Regions from separate parts of the Rattus norvegicus genome. Here region 2 is linked to region 1. The links are chromatin contacts, called in public Hi-C maps. All regions are on one chromosome and are shown on one strand. The core of a region is the stretch at or near the end of the contact, and the rest is flanking DNA. Distances in the headings are between cores, read along the strand shown. Region 1 has its middle 35 kb from the start of Nr1h4. Region 2 has its middle 10 kb from the start of Slc17a8.

Region 1 (4,626 bases), core at 535-3,034:
TCCTGCACGATCCCTGGTTAGTGGCCCAGGCTCTGTTGAGCCCCCATGGTTTCAGGTTAGTTGACTCTGTGTGTCCTTTTGTGGTGTCCTTGTGACTTTCAATCATTACAGAAAGAAACACTGTACTCATTAATAGTCATCCTTCCCTTCCCTACCTACTTCCTGTACCTATGGGTTTGCCCATTGTGGCCACTTCATATAATTAGCCTTCAATAAAGTACGGCCTTTTGTGTATGGCTTTTTTCACTTAGCATGGCTTTGAGGTTCATCTATATACTACAGCCATTTCCAAAGGAACAGTATTTCACTATATGAATACACTGTGCATTATTTTTATGCATCAGTTGATAGGAATTGGGTTTATTTCTACTTTTTGGACATTCGAAACAATGCCTATATCCTGCCTCTTTAAGGAAACTTTTGACTCTTGTTTCATGGGGCTTTTTCAATGTTTCAAATGGTAGAAACGTCTCATTGGCTCCCCGCAATTAATGGGATGTTATTAAAATAGAAGATTATGGGGGCTGGGGGGATGGCTCAGTGGGTAAGGGTTCTTGCTTTGCAAGTGTAATGAGTTTGAATCCCCAGAGCTCCCATAAAATGCCACGTGTGGCTGTGCATGCCCGTAACCTCAGTGTTGGTTGGACATGGGCTGAGGCAGATGGATACTGAGAATTAGATCCTGAGAGCTTGTAGGACAGTTAGGTTATCTGAAACAGAGAGCTCTTGGTTCAGTAAAAGACTTTGCCTCAAGGCAGTAAGACAGAGTGGTACAAGAAGACACTGATGCCTTGTTCTGGCTTCTGTGTGGCATGTGAATACATGGGTATGTGTCAACATGATTGTGCAGACTACACATACACTGTGCATACACACATCCTCTCTCTCTCTCTCTCTCTCTCTCTCTCTCTCTCTCTCACACACACACACACACACACACACACACACACACACACACACACAGAGTGGGTCATGGTTCATTTTTCCCATAAAAAGCTGGTCCTCAATATACCCTCAAACCGTCTTCAGTTTGTTTCTTTAGATGTCTCCTGTGTGTCTGCCTCACTGGGCTTCTATCTGCTGCTCAAGCAAATGGTTGGGTTCCATTCAGGGCCTTCCAGTGTGAATCCCGTCTTTTCCATGCAGAGCCCGGGGGTGGAGGGGATCGTTTGTGTGTCCCTTTGATTGCTACATCTGTGGCACAAAATTGTGCCTGACAGATTGATCGGCATTCATTAAATATATGTAACATGAGCGAGCGAACATGTTTCTACACCAAGTGGGCTGGCTCAGCCTATCTAAAACCACCAGATTTCTTTGTGTTTGGCTGGAAATACGCCTTGTACCATGAGTCGCATCCAGGCTGATCAAAAGTTCTCATGAGCATAGATAGGCCTTTGACCAGGCTTGTCAGTTAGATCCATTTCAAAAAACACAGAAACAATTATGTAATGCATCAATATATTTTGGTAGGGGAAAAAAAAAGGGCTGAAAGCCTAGGATTTATGGGAGGGAGACTATGGGGGAAACAAGGGGGATGCTTGGTGAGGAGATGCTTGGGGTCAACTGCTCCAAATTTCCATCTAAGAGGGTCTTGGGGGATTTGGGTAATTACTGAGAAATTCCAGGAAGAGGAGCTTCATTGGAAACAAATGTTTATCAGTACATACCATTTGCTGGGCTGTTCAAAGGTTCCTGATGCAATTCATGTTGGCAGCTCCTGTATTAAACTGAGGCAGCAGAGAGTGGCAAAGGTTTTATTTATCTCCTGTTATTATCTGTTGACTTTCGAAAGGCCCAGTAGCGGGTAGCTATAGATTAGTTAATCTATTGGGAAGGGTGAAGCAATGTCTTGGGAGGCCCGAGGTTCCATCAGCCCCCTTTTCGTGGTAGTCTCTCTGACCAGAGACCAGGGAACAAAAGAGCAGACTCAAAACTTGTACTAAATAAAGTCTGGCTGAGGTAAGCAGAAATTTCTGGTTTGAGAGAAATACTAACTGTTCTCAGTTCAAAGCCGACCTTTGACCCTTGTGTCATCCCTGTCACTACTGCAACATGCTGAGACAGGTATGATCTTTCCTTTGACGAGAGATGAAGACACATGGAGGTTAAATAATTTCCTCAAGGACGCACACATTTGGCAGAAGACCTGGGAGTCAAATCTTAATCATCCTTGACTATGAAAGTCATTGGCTTTTCTCTAAACGACGGTGCATCCAAGTGGGAAACCGTCTCCAAGGCCTCGTCATTCCTGTCCCTTGGCATTCACCAATGATTGATGATGACAGCATATTCAGTGGGTGCTGTCTAGGAATAGCAGGTATAGCCCTCGAGCTTCTGGAGTATTTGAAAGCACACATATTTAAAGGAAAAGAAATTCTTGCATTTGCGGAGAAATAAAGACAGTAAAACGTAATGTTCATTTTTTAAGGGTGGTGAGTGTGGTGAGAAAAATGTAGAACAAGTAAAGGGGGCTTGGAAACACCCAGAGGCAAGTTCAAGATCGGTGGTCATGGATGGCAACCCTGGCACAAAAGCTTAGAGGAGATGTAGACGCCCTGGATGACATTTTTGATGTAGAAAGGAGAAAGGCGAAGGCTCTGAGGTAGAAACACTCTTTGAAGGTGAGAGACACCAAGCAGAGCGCTCTTACTAGAAACCTAAGCACAGAGGGGAGAGTGGTGGGTGGTGAGCTGAGGTCAAAGCAAGGCTGTGGGTGGCGCTGTACAGAAAGACACTACTTCCTCCAGGCAACCGAGGAAGCCTCAGACAGGGTTGGGAAGATAAATAATAGAATCCAGATTACTACTGAAAAGATCCCCTGGCTGAGTGAGGGTGGGAAGGAAGGAAGGGCAGGGCACAGTCTTCAGAAATGAGCGCTCGCAGTTAAAATCAGGTGGTAGCCATGCTGGTAGAAGGCAGCGGTGGAATTTGGATAAAATTTGCTAAGGGACTGGAGGGCCCCATTCTTGAAAGGGGTCCATCTCTCTTCCTGGACTGAATCCACTAAGCACAAGGCCACAAGGGAATGGAGGGTTCCAGAATTTTCCCAATATATGTAATATATTAACAAGTAGTTCATGGTCAGAGAAGACATTGAAACACTACAAAGCAGTTTATCAAAAACAGTCCATTAAAAGGCATAGTCTTTAAAGAACAAAAATCAGAATCTGATTCCTTTAGGCCCTCTGCTTGGGCCATTCTTGAGACTATGGTCAATAGAGCCCTTGGACTCTCTGAACCTTCATTTCTTTTGCTGTGAAATATCAATTATTCTTCTGCCCTGATTCTGAGGCAATAAATGGGACTTCCATGGGAACAGTGGCTTTGTTTGGAATACTACTGGCCGAGGCACTTAGTAGGTTCTTAGTAAATGAGTGTTGGTATGACTAAATGAAAGAGATGTTCTCAGAGACATTTGAGAAAAATACGTAGATCTATGCCAGGTTAATCATTAGTGAATAAGGCGGCTGTTGAGGCAGGCAGCTTGTGGCAGGGCCTGAATTCACAAGGTAATTACTTTGCTTCAACTCTTCCTGTCATTTCTGGTTCTTCATGTAATGGAATAACAAAGATGCTTCCTCCGAGTTTCTAGCCCCTGGTGCCCAACACACACTTTCATTAGCCAACAGCATCTGGATAGCTGACATAAGAGCGGTTTGATGAACATAATTTTTGAACGTAAGAACATCTGTTCCCTTACCGGCTTCATTAGAGAGCCTCTCCACACCATGTATCTGATCTGTGATAAGACTCACAGTAAGAACTACAGGTGCAGAAACTAGGGAACTCCAGGTCTGAACTCTGCTGGGCGGCAGGGTCAAGTGCTTAGGACTGGGGACAGCCATTCCCTTGCAGGAAGCATTAGCCATCCTCCATCCCACTGCAAACTCTCCCGCTCCCTCCCGGGTCCATTTACCTCATATATGATCTCTGATACCTGTTTTGTGGAAGGGAATGTTACATGCAGAGGACGAGGAGTGCGACAGCACCCCTGCTCCTGTGATCATCACATGACCGCAGTGGGAAAAATAATGTGATCAGGACGGTGTTTCTGCGAGAAAACCCTTGAGCCTCTGGTTCAAACTCTAGCATGAAAAAAGTGACACTGGCAACATTCAACCTTTCCTTGACATTATATGACTAGATTAATGTAAACAAATGCTTGAGGGACTGTCTTTAAGTTTTCTAGATTTCCAGGTCCTTTGCTTTAACTACTGCTAAAAAAATATGTAAATATCTAAATATCTGGACTAATAACACATTTTAACGTTTAAAAATTTTACATGTATTCTTTGGAAATTTCATATATAGACAACATAGTTTGATCATATCCACACTCTATTTCCTCCTCCAACTTCTCTTGGGTCCTCCCCTTATCACGCTCCTTCCCAACTTCATTTCCTCCTACTCTTCTTCCTCCTCCTTCTTGTCTTTCTAACTTTCCTTCTTAAACATCCACATTGGGTCTAATTAGTGCTATCCATATGTACATGATTGAGCCATCCACTGGGGTCTGGGCAGCCGACTAGGGGCAACAGTCCTGAAGAAGGTCATCGTCTCTCATTGATTGCCAATAGCCTCTCAGCTAGGAGTAGCGTCAACTATAGCCTGTATTTCCCCGAT
Region 2 (4,929 bases), core at 1,641-4,140, 80 kb before region 1:
CTGTTCAAATAGTGTGGTTTCTGCCTCCTGCCTGACCCTGCTGCAAGACTTTTTTTTTTTTTTTTTTTTAAAAGCAGGTCCATGGTATACATATCTGCTAGCAAAAGGCATGGGTGTTACTCACAGGTTCTATAGTAAAGCTTCCCTTTTGAAAAGTTCTGAGCTGGGCATGGTAGCTCAGGTGTGCAATCCCAGCATTTGGGAGACTGAGCAGGTAGATGGCTGTGCACTGGAGGCCAGCCTGGGCTACATAGTAAGTTTAGGGGCAGTCAGAGGGAAAAGGTATCTCACAGGAAGAACAAGCAGGGTTGTATGTGCTAAAGATGGTGGAGATGTGGTTTAGTTCCTTCAGATCTGATGCTTGCTCTCTCTCTCTCTCTCTCTCTCTCTCTCTCTCTCTCTCTCTCTCTCTCTCACACACACACACACACACACACACACACACACACACACACACACACCAGCAGCCTAGGTTGCTGATGAACTTTGTGTCTGACTTTTTATGTTTTCTGCAAAGGTTCAGTATAGAGACGTGTCTAGAATTTTTACATAAGAATCGACATTGGGGAAAGTTTAAATCTCCCTCATGACCCTAAGCCCGCTGGCCTTTCCAACTGCAGTGATGTCACGTCCCCAAAGTGCGGCATGCCAAAGGCATGCTAAAAGCATGCAGTGCGTGGACTCTGGAGCCAGATAAAGGTGTGTTTGTCTTCTGTGTTTTAAGGAATCAGGCCAAAGTTACTTATTTGTTCATGAGTCGGAACAAAGCCAAAATTGTAAAAGAAAAAAAAAAAAAAAAAACAACAAACCCAAACTGAAGTCCTGTTTGAGTTTACCGGATTATGAGACAAAGTCTTGCTGTCTTGACTGTCACCCCAGCCTCTTGGGTTCTGGGATTACAGGCATTCGTCACCAAGCCAAGTTACGGAAGGTCAGTTTTGTAAATGGAGGGAAAGGCTTTCCACGGAGGCAGCTATGCTTGTCGGACTGCTCATATCTAAGGAGTTAGTCTAGGTTTCAGGTCCAACTGTGTGATCATGTGACTGACGTTCTCCCAGCAACAACCCTACCTACACTTACCAGAGAGCAATTGTCAAAAATCTCCCTTTCAGAAATGTCTTTGAATAGACTCGGATGTAAGTATTCCCGTCTCTAGACACTCTGAATTAAACCCACTGGAGCCTTCTGTGCCCCTGGTGGCTGGATTAGGGGCCATGGACTGTTACCTTTGTCACATTTAGCTTTGAACAGTTATGAAACCAATATTGGCGCCAGGAATGTCTGGTAAACTCTACTCTGGAATAGCTTCTCTGAGTTGGTGAAGGACAAATGTCGGACTTCAGGTCAGGGGTAAGGAAGGTTGTCAACCTGTTACAACCTGAAATTCTCCCAGATAATGGTCTCAAGGAAGGACTGTCTACACGCAGTTGGCCTATGGACACATTGGGGGGGGGGAACCTTAAGTAAATGGCCCGGAAAGACTCAGCTCACTGTGGGGGGCACCATCCACCACGCAGGAGATTCTGAATGGTATAAGAGCAGAGAAATTCACTGAGCTTGCATTTGCTCTCACTGCCCCTGATTGTAGATACAACGTACTTGTTGTTTTCAAGTTTCTGCCTTGGCTTCCCCACCATGACAAACTATATAACCTGGAACTGTAAACTGAACAGCTCTCTCTCTCTCTCTCTCTCTCTCTCTCTCTCTCTCTCTCTCTCTCTCCTCTCTCCTCTCTCCTCTCTCCCCTCTCTCCCCCCTCTCTCTTCCTCTCCCTCCCTCCTTCTTTCTCTCTCCCCTCCCTCTTCCTCCTCTTCCTCCTCCTCTTCCTCCTCCTCCTCCCCCTCCTCCTTCTCCTCCCCCTCCTCCATCTCCTCTCTCTCTCTCTCTCTCTCTCTCTCTCTCTCTCTCTCTCTCTCTCTCTCTCTCTCCTGATTTTTGTTGGGATGTTATCGCAGCAACAGAAGAGGAATTAGCACATGTACTTCTAAGCAACTGGTTGCTCTGTTCTTTTTAGAATAGCCAAATAGTAAATCAGGTACCGAGAGCAAAAAGGGACAACCAAGTTTTTAGGGCATTATACTAACGAAACAGGGCATCACTAGGACACAGAGTTCAATGCTTACATTTCTGACTTCAACATTTTGTTTGTTTGTTGTTTTTATGCCCTTCTGGACTATGATTTGCTTTTTGTATAAACATTTTATTTTAATTGATGTATATATGTGTATGCCTGGGTGCAAGTTTGTACAGATGAGTGTAGGTGCTCCCAGAGGCCAGAAGAGTGTGTCAGATCTCTGGAACTAGAGTCCCAGATCGTTGTGAGCCAGCAGTGTTAATGCTGGGAACCAACCGTCGGTCCTCCATAAGCAGCCACGCTGCCAACTTGACCACAGAACCACGTCTCCAGTCCATGATTTGCTTTCTTAAAAATAGAAGCACACAAAGTTCATGGAGGCTCCTGCTTTGGAATTAGAGTAAATATTTACACAGAATGAGGTTAAATCCGAGTCTTTCACAATGCAGAGTACTTTTTTTTTTTTTTCAGGCAAATTACGGGTCACACCTTCCCAGCACAGGGAGGGTGGTAGAGTGTGTGAAGTTCCTGGCGTGGCTGCTGTAGATTGGTAAGTGCTCTAGACATTCGCACTTCGTCACAATGCTGAATGCCTTCCAAGTACTTGAATGAAGAAAAAAAAAAAAAAAAAAAACCTCACAGCTTGTCACAGAGCACAACTTGAGTCCATTCATTCTTAAAAAAAAAGTAAGCTTCCAAGGTGTTGCAGACTTGGAATTGTGAAATTCTTGGGATACAAATATCAACGGGCTGTGGCCTGGCTCCCAGGTTTGCGGAGTATGAGTAAGCAGGCAGAGAGAGTGATAGCGCTTGCGTGCGCGCATGCCCTCAAGAGAGAGAGGGGGGGGTTGCGGGGGTGGGGGCATAGACTGTGGCTGGGAACCAGGGAGCAGGCACTTGGGCTAGCTTCTAGGGAAGCTCTTCACGGAGGAGACAGGGCCTGAGCTTGGGCATTCAGAGCCCTTTTAGAAGGATACTTGTGTTAACGAAGGGTTATGGAGAAGCCCCATTTTCTCAGCTTAAATTGGAAATCTTGAGGAGATTGGTTGAGATAACTCAAGTCCTTCTGAAATCAGGGGTCATATTGAATTAACCAAATTCGCTTATCATCACCATTGTTATTTAGTCTACTGTTGTTTTGTTTTGTTTTGCTTTTGAGACAGGGTTTTGCTATGTAGCCCTGGCTGCCCCACAGATCAGAGTGGTCTTGAATTCCCAGAGATCCACTTGCCTCTGCTTTTCGAGTGCCGGGATTAACAGCATGCTCTACCATTGCCTGATAATATTATTTTTAAACACGGTCTCACGATGTATCCTAGGCTGGTCTGAAACTTGAGATCCTCCTGCCTCAGCTTCCTCAAGGGCTGAGATCACAGGAGTGCATCACTGTACCGGCTGGCCAATTAACATCTGTTTCACAGTATAGCCCAGGCTGGCCTTAAACTCCTGGGCGGCCGTCTTGCTTCTATCTGTCAAATGCTGGCATGAAAAGCATGAACCACGGACACCTACCTGGCTTTGGGGTTTTGGACACTTTTTCTATGCATATGTTGTGAGTGTGCATATGTGTGTGTTCACATATCTGGGCACACATGTGTCTGGGTATAGATGGTTGGCATTGGGCATCTTTTTCTTTTCTTTTCTTTCTTTTTTTTTTTTTTTTTTGGTTCTTTTTTTCGGAGCTGGGGACTGAACCCAGGGCCTTGCGCTTCCTAGGTAAGCGCTCTACCACTGAGCTAAATCCCCAGCCCCGGGCATCTTTTTCTATCACTCTCTGTCACACTCTGAGGCAGCCTCCTAGCTCTGGAGTTACGCCGTCTCTAGAGTATGAAGCTTACAGGCGTCCGCCATGCCCTCTGGGTATCAGGACTCTGGTCCTCATGCTTGCGTGGCAAGCGCTTGTGCCTGGTGGCCCATCACCCCAGCTCTCTTTCAAAAACTTTCGATGAGTAGAAAAAGTGGAATTAGTGTTAGGTTAACATATTTGGTATTAAGGCAACAACAAAACAAACACCAAAGCAACCAACAGTGTTATTTGTATCAAACCATTGATATTTTGAAATATTTTATTAAAGTATTTTAGAGATTTAATCCACAGGGGTTTGAAATGGTTTAGAATAAATAACTTCATGAAGACTGGCTGATTTCTGGGAGGCGTGTATGCTGTGAATCTGTTTAATCTACAAACTGCCAGAAGGTGTCGCTGTTCCCCAAGCGATTCACATTAGCCTGTTTCCCAGGGGCATCCTAAAGAAGCTGGAGAAAGTTTTGTCAGGGATATTTCCCCGGTGGGGAGAGTCATTAGAAGAACAGCACCTCAAGAGAACGGCTTGTAGAAGATGCGTGAGTTCCTTCTTCTTTATTCTCAACACGATGAAATTATCTGGCCACTCAGGGTTTTGTGGAACCTCAGTAACGGGAAGGTAGAGTCGGTGAGATAGCTTAGCAGGTGAAGGCGCTTGCGACCACGCCCGACAACCTGAGTTTGATTCCTGGCACCCACATGGTAGAAAGAGAGAATCTACTCAGGCAAGCTATCTTCTTCACACGCACACAATTGGAAGCGAAGGCAATAAAAATATCTCAATATGGTTTGTGGCCCTGGCTTTTTGTAACATTTCGGTATGCATCATTCTATCACAATGGCATTTATTAAGTTTACTTTGGTTCTGGATGCCACCTAGGAATCTGTGAAAATTTTAAAATCATTCTGCAGGGACTATAAAACAAAGCCCCCCCCGCCCCCCCACCATGGTTTAATGACACACGGTCAAAGGAACCAGTGTCTTCCCATTTCCTCAAAAGGAGGGGAAGTGATTCATCCTAGTTGCCAACCAATATTTGCACACAGCCCG

Evidence for each region. A called contact is a pair of places that touch in the nucleus more often than the background predicts.
Region 2: a Hi-C map of liver shows a contact between it and region 1, with 4 times the contacts expected there. The contact joins two enhancer-like sites. A contact is called at or near these places in 3 of 12 Hi-C or Micro-C datasets (hepatocytes, kidney and liver).

The regions. Positions count from the first base shown.
Region 1 is chr7:25,862,044-25,866,669 of GRCr8, reverse strand. No RefSeq gene overlaps it. Among named protein-coding and RNA genes, the nearest start is that of Nr1h4, 35 kb to the right of the region's middle. Within about 2 kb of position 1,784, at least 1 of the 93 cell types and tissues checked has an H3K27ac peak or open chromatin away from gene starts, as enhancers often do. A contact at or near this core is called in liver, where this site is marked.
Region 2 is chr7:25,943,037-25,947,965 of GRCr8, reverse strand. No RefSeq gene overlaps it. Among named protein-coding and RNA genes, the nearest start is that of Slc17a8, 10 kb to the right of the region's middle. Within about 2 kb of position 2,890, at least 6 of the 93 cell types and tissues checked have an H3K27ac peak or open chromatin away from gene starts, as enhancers often do. A contact at or near this core is called in liver, where this site is marked.